Regions from separate parts of the Mus musculus genome. Here region 1 is linked to region 2. A link is a contact called in public HiChIP or PLAC-seq data. All regions are on one chromosome and are shown on one strand. The core of a region is the stretch at or near the end of the contact, and the rest is flanking DNA. Distances in the headings are between cores, read along the strand shown.

The links. HiChIP or PLAC-seq counts read pairs in DNA pulled down with a chosen protein or histone mark.
Region 1: an H3K27ac HiChIP or PLAC-seq map of embryonic stem cells shows a contact between it and region 2, with 8 read pairs. The contact joins the promoter of Diaph3 here to the enhancer-like site in region 2. A contact is called at or near these places in 2 of 39 promoter capture datasets (embryonic stem cells and fetal liver), 1 of 15 datasets of contacts at CTCF or cohesin (CD8 T cells), 3 of 484 Hi-C or Micro-C datasets (Sertoli cells, astrocytes and pre-megakaryocyte-erythroid progenitors), 6 of 115 datasets of contacts at active chromatin or transcription factors (effector CD8 T cells, embryonic stem cells, extraembryonic endoderm stem cells and 1 more) and 1 of 9 other capture datasets (embryonic stem cells).

Annotation. Positions count from the first base shown.
Region 1 is chr14:87,139,081-87,143,856 of GRCm38.p6, forward strand. Diaph3 (diaphanous related formin 3) reads right to left here and starts at 2,144. Exons shown (of 28, transcript NM_019670.2): 1 at 1,918-2,144. The coding sequence starts at 2,034.
Region 2 is chr14:87,085,628-87,090,038 of GRCm38.p6, forward strand. All of the region lies in intron 3 of Diaph3 (diaphanous related formin 3), which reads right to left. Among named protein-coding and RNA genes, the nearest start is that of Diaph3, 53 kb to the right of the region's middle. Within about 2 kb of position 2,959, at least 24 of the 459 cell types and tissues checked have an H3K27ac peak or open chromatin away from gene starts, as enhancers often do. A contact at or near this core is called in Sertoli cells, embryonic stem cells and extraembryonic endoderm stem cells, where this site is marked.

The DNA.
Region 1 (4,776 bases), core at 894-3,393, 53 kb after region 2:
GGAAAATGATGTAATTATATTATAATCTCAAAACATTTAAAAATTACAATAATAAAATTAATATGTAAGTAAAAGTCTAACTGTGGAGATCATCAAGAATCCAAATTACTTCTAAATGAATTATGAAGTCATGATTCAAATCAAGCCCCACCCATGAACTCAACATTGTAGAGTTCAACATCTTAGAACTTCAGCATGTTGTCTTTTAGACTTCATTTCAGCATGACTTTTAGCAAATGGTATGGGCACTGTGGCATACCAGAGAAATAATAAAAAACACAATCATCAGCCTTCAGTAACATCAAATATTTATTCAAGAACGCTATGTTGTAAACTACAGAAAATCACACTTCCGTGGCAGCCAAGACATGTGCTGAGCACTAACCCAGAAAGTCAATTATAAAAAAGAAGAGATGGGCCGGGCGTGGTGGCGCACGCCTTTAATCCCAGCACTAGGGAGGCAGAGGCAGGAGGATTTCTGAATTCGAGGCCAGCATGATCTACAAAATGAGTTCCAGAACAGGCAGGGCTATACAGAGAAACCCTGTCTCAAAAAGCCAAAAAAAAAAAAAAAAAAAAAAAAAGAAAGAAAGAAAAAGAAGAAGAGGAAGAGGAGGAGGAGGAGGAAGAGGAGGAGGAGGAGGAAGAGGAGGAGAAGAAAGAGGAGGAGAAGAAAGAGGAGGAGGAGGAGGAGGAGGAGGAGGAGATGGGGGCTGGTGAGATGGTACAGCGGTTAAGAGCACGGACTACTCTTCCGAAGGTCCTGAGTTCAAATCCCAGTCACTTGGTGGCTCACAACCATCCATAATGACATCTGACACCCCCTCCCGGTGTGTCTGAAGACAGCTACGGTGTACTTACATAAAAATAATAAATAAATCTTTAAAGAAGAAGAAGAGGAGGAAGAGGAGGAGGAGGAGGAGGCAGCATCTCATGGATCCCTCTCAGAGTGGACAGAATCTATCATGACCAGGTTAACTCTCTCCTATCCTCGTGTTATTTTGATGCTCAATTCTGCATAATCAACCCCCACTTATCTCAACATGTCTCTGCTCTCAGCTTTATTCAATTACAAGTAAATATTACACTTAGCGATTGATCCACAATCTATTATTTTGGATATAATCATGGTATAAATTCCTGAAATTGTATTTGACAAGAAAGGGCAAAGCCTGTTCCTATCAATACATAAAAATAATTTCCCCATACTTCTAAGGAAAACTAACAGTCAGTGTTAACTCTGCAATTCTCTTGGACTAATACCAAAACCTACCAACCCACACAATCAGACAATCTGAATGAAATCATCCTCATTACCTAGTTTCCTTCCAGCTGACACTAACTAAAAGCTTACCAGGTGCTAATCATAGCTCTTCCTTAAGCTTTAAGAACGCAAAGCCAACCCGATTAACGAGTTTCAGATACTTGAAGACTCCTTCCAAGCTAAACATGACATTCTTTAGCAGTGACTACACAACCCGCCAAGTTTGAAAACGAGTTGCCTCAACTTGTAAAAATACGTCCACCTTAAAAGGTTCTTGTTGAATTAAAATATTAGACGGGGGAGGGAGGGCTATCAGCTAGAAGTTCACTTTCTGTCTGACTGACTGTTCTACTAAAGGGATGGGGTAAATTTTAACTTTCTTTTAAAATGCAGAATCCGCCTTGATGACGTCAGTACACAGCCATTTGAACTGTTTTTCAGATACGCCCAAAGAACTGCCAGGCTTCACAGACATCAGGGCATTCGTCCCAGAAAGGAATCGAATCCCGCCTTGTCACTGGGGATCTAAGCGGATTAACAGCTCAGGCCTTCTGAAACAAACCTAGCTCCCAGCTCCCGGGGATGTCACCTGGGGGACAGGGAGTTGTAGGCCGCGGGAGTCGCCGCACGTTGTGGCTCTGGCCCACACTTACCAACTTGGGTCGCTTCTCCCCGGGCTCGTAGGGGCCAGCGGGCGGCGCGGACTGCAAGCCCTTCCTCCGCGACGACTTGCTGTCCCGGCCGAGAGCGCGCGCCCGGTGCCTCTCCATCTTCCCGGGTCTAGGTCGCGACCTGATCTGGGGCTTTGCTCCGCGGGCTCAACTTCCCGGTCCCACGCCCACTGCGCATTAACCGCTGCACACGGCTGGGCCAATCTATCTGAAATCTCCCGCCACCACAAGCAGCCCGGTCAGCCAATCCCGCGCCGCGGAACCTGTGACGCAAGGGCCCCGCCTTTTCCGGGGATGCCAAAGCCTGGGCCTGATTGGCCCTTCGGCCTGTCCATCGCGCTTCTCGCCCTCTGGCTATGCAGGCTGCTTGCCAGATGGTACATAGTAAGGAACGGGTTTGGAAGGAAGGTTGAGCTAAAGAGAGTCTCTAACAAGGCTTCCCTTGGACTTTCAGAGTAGGTTCTTGAAAAATCTGAGCCGCAGGGAACCTCTCTCAGTACTGTTTCAGCAGCACTGAATACGAAAGCAACTGATAAGCCCTTTGAGTAGTCTCTGGAGATCTCAGGGTCTAGGAAAAATACTTCTACTACTTGCCAGCGCCCATGCCTCTTAGAAGAGATGTTTACCATTTTTTGATTACCGTTTATATAAAAATACTGCTGTCGTCTCAGAGAGAATAGAGTTCATTCTAGAACCAGAAATGAGTGACCGCAGCCAGGTGGTGTGAACATCGGTTGAAGCACGGAAGAAAGTCATTTCAAAGACATTAGGACAGACCTACAGGTGCTACGAGATGCACAGTCTTGTTTGAGGTTGGTGGAAGTTAGTGGACTTTTAAGGAAGAGCAAAAGGCGTCACGTGATAGTCGTAGGTATGTTAGATCTAACGCAGCGATGAATGGCAATTACGTGAGCCAAGATTACTTGGCTCTGGATTGGCAGCATTCCATGTCTCTACAATCATTGGAATTCTAACCTGTCAATTAAGCGCGTAGAATTTTTACTACAGGTGCGGCTTTTTCTGGAACTCCAGTTCACATTGTTCAGCACTTACAGCATGCCTCAAAGCCTAAATGCGTACTCAGGGTCAACCAAAAATTAAAAGGAATAGGGTCCAAACAATTCACAGTTTAATGTGTTTCACAGGTATTGACACAAAACAAAATGTAAAATTATAACAGCCATTCTACAGGTTTTTAAGTTCAGGTGGCAATCCTAAATATAAAGTAGAGGAAAGGGTCAGAACCTGGGTTCAAGGCAAGCAAGCACCTATCCCCAATATGCCAAATAAAGACATTAGTAATGAAGAGAAAATTCTGGAGATCAACTCAGTGTGGCTACACAAGGAAAAGGAACAAATAAAGAAATCCAGGAATCTCCCAAGTGCATCCTTAAAGATATTGACCTTCTGACTATGGAGGTGATTCAAGCCAAGACAAGTAAACATAAACTATTGATTTTGGTACAAGAAATAGTTCTAGGTATTCCACAGAGACTAGCACAGGGATTCAGAAAATGAACCTAAGGTTTCATCTACAGCTTTTAGAGGTTTAGGTTTAGTTCTGGTCTTGCAGGTACTGTTTGCTCCTTTTCTTGTTATAATGTGAGTTTTTATTATTGTCACACAGATTTTCATCTTCAGTGAGCATATACTAAAGGCAGATTCCAAGAGATTACCAAGGTCACCGGAAGAAGTACCTGGCTCTGTCACGATGGACAAGGAAGATGAAGCTTCCATTCTTACCATTTGGTAGCTGCGTGGTGTTGGAGGTGATGTGTGACTTCCTTTGCTTCTCCATCAACAAACACTTCAAATAGGAATGCTTCAGCTTACGTGAGACAACATACAGAAAGCACACAGACCTATCGGTGCAATGCAGCCAAAGACAACCAAGAGACAGACAGACCTATAGTTGGGACAATTTAGATTTATTACAAAACATGTGAACATCGCTGTGATGAACCACGAGGCTCTTAGAAGATGATGCTACAAATCACTTGAAAGATCTGCATTTTGCCGGGGTGATTTGAGGAAAACCTCACAGAATACTATTAGGAGGAATGGCCAGGACTGGGTGCTGTCTTGAAGTGGGAGCAGTTTAATGCCCAGGATATCTTGATGTTTCCTAGGAGCATGATAGCGTGAAGCTATAACTAACAGCATGGCAGATTCTCAGAATGAGGAATGGACAATGTCGAAAGACAAAATCCAAACAAATTTGCTTTTAAAAAGTAATTGCAGCCAGACATGGTGGCGTGGCACGCCTTTAATCCCAGCACTTGGGAGGCAGAGGCAGGCAGATTTCTGAGTTCGAGGCCAGCCTGGTCTACAGAGTGAGTTCCAGGGCTATACAGAGAAACCCTGTCTTGAAAACCAAAAAAAGAAAAAAAGAAAACAGTAATTGCATTATATTTTCTTTTTCTTTCTTTTCTTTTTTTCTTTTTCTTTTTTTCTTATTCCTCCACCCCCTTCCCTTCTTCCTCTTGCTCCGGCCCCACTCGCTCCGGCCCCTATATTTTCAATTGTAGAAAAATACCCTTCATCCTATCAATGACAAGGACTGTTCCACTGCGCTGAGCAACAACTGTGGTTTCATCAGCAGGAAAGGGCTAAAGAAAGCAAAAGTGAAGCCTGAAGAGCAGACTGGGTCTCTTCTCGGTCAGGTCAAAGAGGAAGGGTTGATTGAGGTAGAAAAACCTCCATGGCTAGGTGGTTCCATGGGCCTGGGGGGGGGGGGAGCGTGTGTGGGAGTGAGAAAAGGAACAGACACTCTCCATCTCCCTGAGCTTCCCACCCACAGAGGCTCAGTGAGCAGCCACCCTGTTTCTGCAGCTCTGTCTT
Region 2 (4,411 bases), core at 1,709-4,208:
GCAGAAGAAATAGTCAAAAGCTACAAGGCCTGCGCTATGACGAGGTAGAATTTCTAAAAGAAATCTTCCCAAGGTAATTGGGTCCAATAATGGACCTGTCTTTGTTGCCCAGGTAAATCAGGGACTGGCCAAGATATTGGGGATTAATTAGAAGTTACATTGTGCATGCAGGCCCCAAAGCTCAGGACAAGTAGAGAAAATAAATAGAACCATTAAGAGACCCTTACCAAATTGACAGCGGAGACTGGCGCTGATTGGATAGCTCTCCTACCCTTTGTGCTCTTCAGGGTTAGAAACACCCCTGGACAGTTTAGACTGACCCTCCTATAAATTACTCTACAGGGGGCCCCCTCCACTGGTAAAAATAGCCTTTTTACATGGTGCTGACATGCGGCTTTCCTAGCCTTTGTTCTCTAGGCTCAAGGTGCTCCAGTGGGTGAGACAGTGAGCGAAAAAGCAGCTCCAGAAGGCCTACTCAAGAGAAGAAGACCTGCTACATTAGATGTCTCCACGCAGAAAACCTTGAGACTCCGGTGGAAAGGCCCTTATCTTGTACTCTTGACCACCCTACTTTCTACCTTTATGGGACCCCTTTTGATTTTGCTTCTGCTTTTAATTATAGGTCCATGTGTGTTAAATAGACAAGTCACCTTTATTAGAACAAAAATTAGTGCAGTGCGGCTTTTGGTTTTGAGACACCAGTACCATGTCCTAAAGGATCAAGTGTGTCAGGGAGAAGATAGTGTCTAGTTCTAAGATTAGAACTACTAACAAGTAGAAGTGGGGAATGAAAAAGTAAAACGTAAAAACAAAATTCTAGGCCTTTAGGCCCAGGCTTGGGAATGTGGCCTCTGTGACTCAATGCTCAAAGGTATTGTCTTAGTCAGGGTTTCTATTCCTGCACAAACATCATGACCAAGAAGCAAGTTGGGGAGGAAAGGGTTTATTCGGCTTACACTTCCATGCTGCTGTTGATCACCAAAGGATGCAGGACTGGAACTCAAGCAGGTCAGAAAGCAGGAGCTGATGCAGAGGCCATGGAGGGATGTTCTTTTCTGGCTTGCTCAGCCTGCTCTCTTATAAAACCCAAGACTACCAGCCCAGAGATGGTCCTACCCACAAGGGGCCTTTCCCCCTTGATCACTAATTGAGAAAATGCCTTACAGTTGGATCTTATGGAGGCATTTCCTCAACTGAAGCTCCTTTCTCTGTGATAATTCCAGCTGTGTCAAGTTGACACAAAACTAGCCAGTACAGGTATGCTAATCATAAAACAGATAGCGACATCCCTCCACCCACCCACTTGCTGGGTTCAAGGAGTATTCATTCAAAGAAAGTCACCCTGACCCACCCTGACCATTGCTGGAACCCGCTATGCAAATGTGCTATTGTTAGCGGCTCTTAGAAACTGTCTTGAGAAATAACCCTCACAATTACCAGGTATTCCTCGTGACAGTTGTGACTTTGCACTTCCTTGTGACTCTTAACTAGTATCTTTGGTATTTTCCAACAATGCCCTCCCCACTTCTTTGAGTTGTGGTTTCTTCCTTTAAATACCCTCTTACCCAGCTACTCAGGGCGCCATGGTCCTCTACCCCCGCGTGGTGTATGACCGTGGGCTCGAGAGCGCTCTTGAATAAAAATCCTCTTGCATTTTGCAGCAAGACCGTTTCTTGTGGGTGATTTTGGGGTGTCGCCTCTCCTGAGTCAGAACATGGGGGAGTCCTAACATGTGGGTCTTTCATTAGGAAGTTTAGATGAGGGTGGGTGAGATGGCTAAGCAAATAAGGGTGTTTCCCACCAAGCCTAGCAACCTGAGTTTGATGCCAATGATTCACATGGTGGAAGGAGAACCGAGTCCTGCAAGTTGTCTCCTGACCTTTAGACATGCACTGTGGTATGATCACCCACACACATATGTGTACACCATTAAATAAACATAACATTTTACATGTATAACTAGAAATTCATCACTGTTTTAGAAACTAGACCATTATGAGACCAAGAAAATCAATTCTCTAAGCAAAAATAAAAAGTTGAAGTATTACACTATATTTTGCATTCATTAAATAATCAAGTCAGTAATATTTCAGAGGACTATCTTAAGGAAGAAAAACAAGTGTTCTTCAAAATAAAGTTGCTACTTCATGTACAAATTAAATACTTTACATAATTGGTAAATAGGAATAATTGTTTTTAAAACTGCACAATTGTGACACAAGACCTTACATATAAATTTTAAATGTGATGAAACCTTTACAAGCACAAATGCCAAAAGGTTAATAGCTGATTTCTAAATGTTTCTGTCAGGAGCATGTTGTTGTTGTTGTTGTTGTTGTTGTTGTTGTTGTTGTTGTTGTTAATAAAAAGTTCTGCTCAGCTGTGCCCTTTTATCTTTCTCTCCTTCCTCCACCCAAGGCTCAGGACTGAGAACAATCCTATGGGTCTGACGGCTGGGAGCATCTAGACAACAGTGTCTTCTGGACTGGAAAGGAACAATGCAAGCCTCAACTCTAAGTTGCTGTGGCTGCCTGTACAAGAGCTCTACAGGATTGAGACATTCCATTCCAGGATAGAGGAAGGAGAGGCCCAGGAGCCCCACCCTTAAGTGAGGAGTTGTTTGACAACTGACTGCCAGGAAAAAGGGTATTTTTTTAAGCTCTTAGTAGCTTAACCATTCTCAGATTCCAATGAATAACAAATACACTAGATAGTTGTTATAAAATATAAATTGTGTGTGTGTGTGTGTTGTGTGTGTGTGTGGTGTGTGTGTGTGTATGCATCTTAGGCACTGTACACATATTTGATAGTCACAAAGAATAAAGAATATATACAAATCTATATTTTAGAATACTACTGATCAAGTCCAGTAGCATGAAATTCTAGTAGTCACTGTATCTAGGGTAAATACTAGAAGGACAGAGCTGTTTCTCACCGTCTCCAGGGTAGACATTAGAATGACTAATTGTTTTCTACAAGTTCTTTGACCTTGAAGAAATCATTGCGGAAAAAGGAGCTTTGCAGCCTTTGCCTGACTTTGATTGCAGGACAGCACTGCCACACCCTTGTGTTGTAGAGCATGGAAAACAGAAAGGCAGGAGCATACTGGTTTCCTTCACGAAACGTATAGATTAGATGGAGGCTTTGTACTGAAGAGCTTGTTTTACCCAAAAAAACAATATTTGTGTACCAATCAATAAATACGCTTCTGCACAGCTGTTTGAGGGTCTTCTCAAGGTGGGACCTCCCCGCTGTTTTAGACCCTGATTACATTTTGGAAAGACCCTCTTTCTTTGACAGTGCTGTGTGACTGAGAACACTGACAGTTCAGTGTAATGAAATAATGGTGCCCAGAAAAAATGTCTCTAACTCACACTTAAAGGCAAGACACACTTCCTCAGTGACTTCAGCTTTCAGCTTCGGAGACAAGAGCAGGTTGTATTCAAGATATTCTAATAGAACCAAGGATTCAGAGCCGGGGAAAGAATCTGTTCTGTTGTTTGAACAACAACTTAGGAATGACTCACCCCTCAAATATTTAACAGCCCAGCAAAGAAACACTTCCATTCAACTTCTGCTAAATAAAACATATGTTTGATTGACGTGCCTCGGATTAAATAAGTGATCTGGCCCAGATCACCAAGTATCTATAATTACTTCAAATTGTCCAGCTCCAACTGAACTGCACATACTTCCCTGAATCTAAAAGCAATGGCAGCAGTCCCCAAAAGTATAGTATAGCCTACATTCACTATTTCTTGGATGGCTGTCCTTTTAACTAACTACTTGTGATCATAAACTGTGTTCTTTATAATGTTTAACAGCAATGGGCTGCTTTCTCTGTGTACTCAGATGGTACTCACAACTATAAGAATATTTTAGTGTAGTTAGAAGAGCCAAAATAGTACCATTCCAAAGTTCCAGAGGTAATTAACGTACATGTTCAGAGCATGAAAAGAAAGGTCTCTCTGCCATCGCAAGTCTGCCAAGGTGATACTGAAGAGAGCTACCTTCACACAAGCCTCAAGACTGGTGGCAAAGGCCAGCAAAAAGCTTTTCTTTTGTCCTTGGTGGAGATTATAGCAGCTCATGGAGTCAACAGGGAAGGAGTTCCAAATTGTAGGCAAAAAACAAAAACAAAAGTAACACTTAATTAAGAGCTGGTATAAGAGCAGATCCGCTTCCCAAGTCTAGATTTTACACAACATTAAAAGTATATTTAGAATCACTAGTACTTACTAAAAATCCTATGAAAACAAACTGGGCTTTTATTCTTTCCAGGGTCTTCTGAGACTCTAGGTGTTCACACTAAATCAAATACTTGCGATAAATAGAAAGTAAGACAGTGTAGTACAAATCCAACACTTCTGCTGAACAACTGTAGAAGCGCTATTAATAGTATCCAAATTTC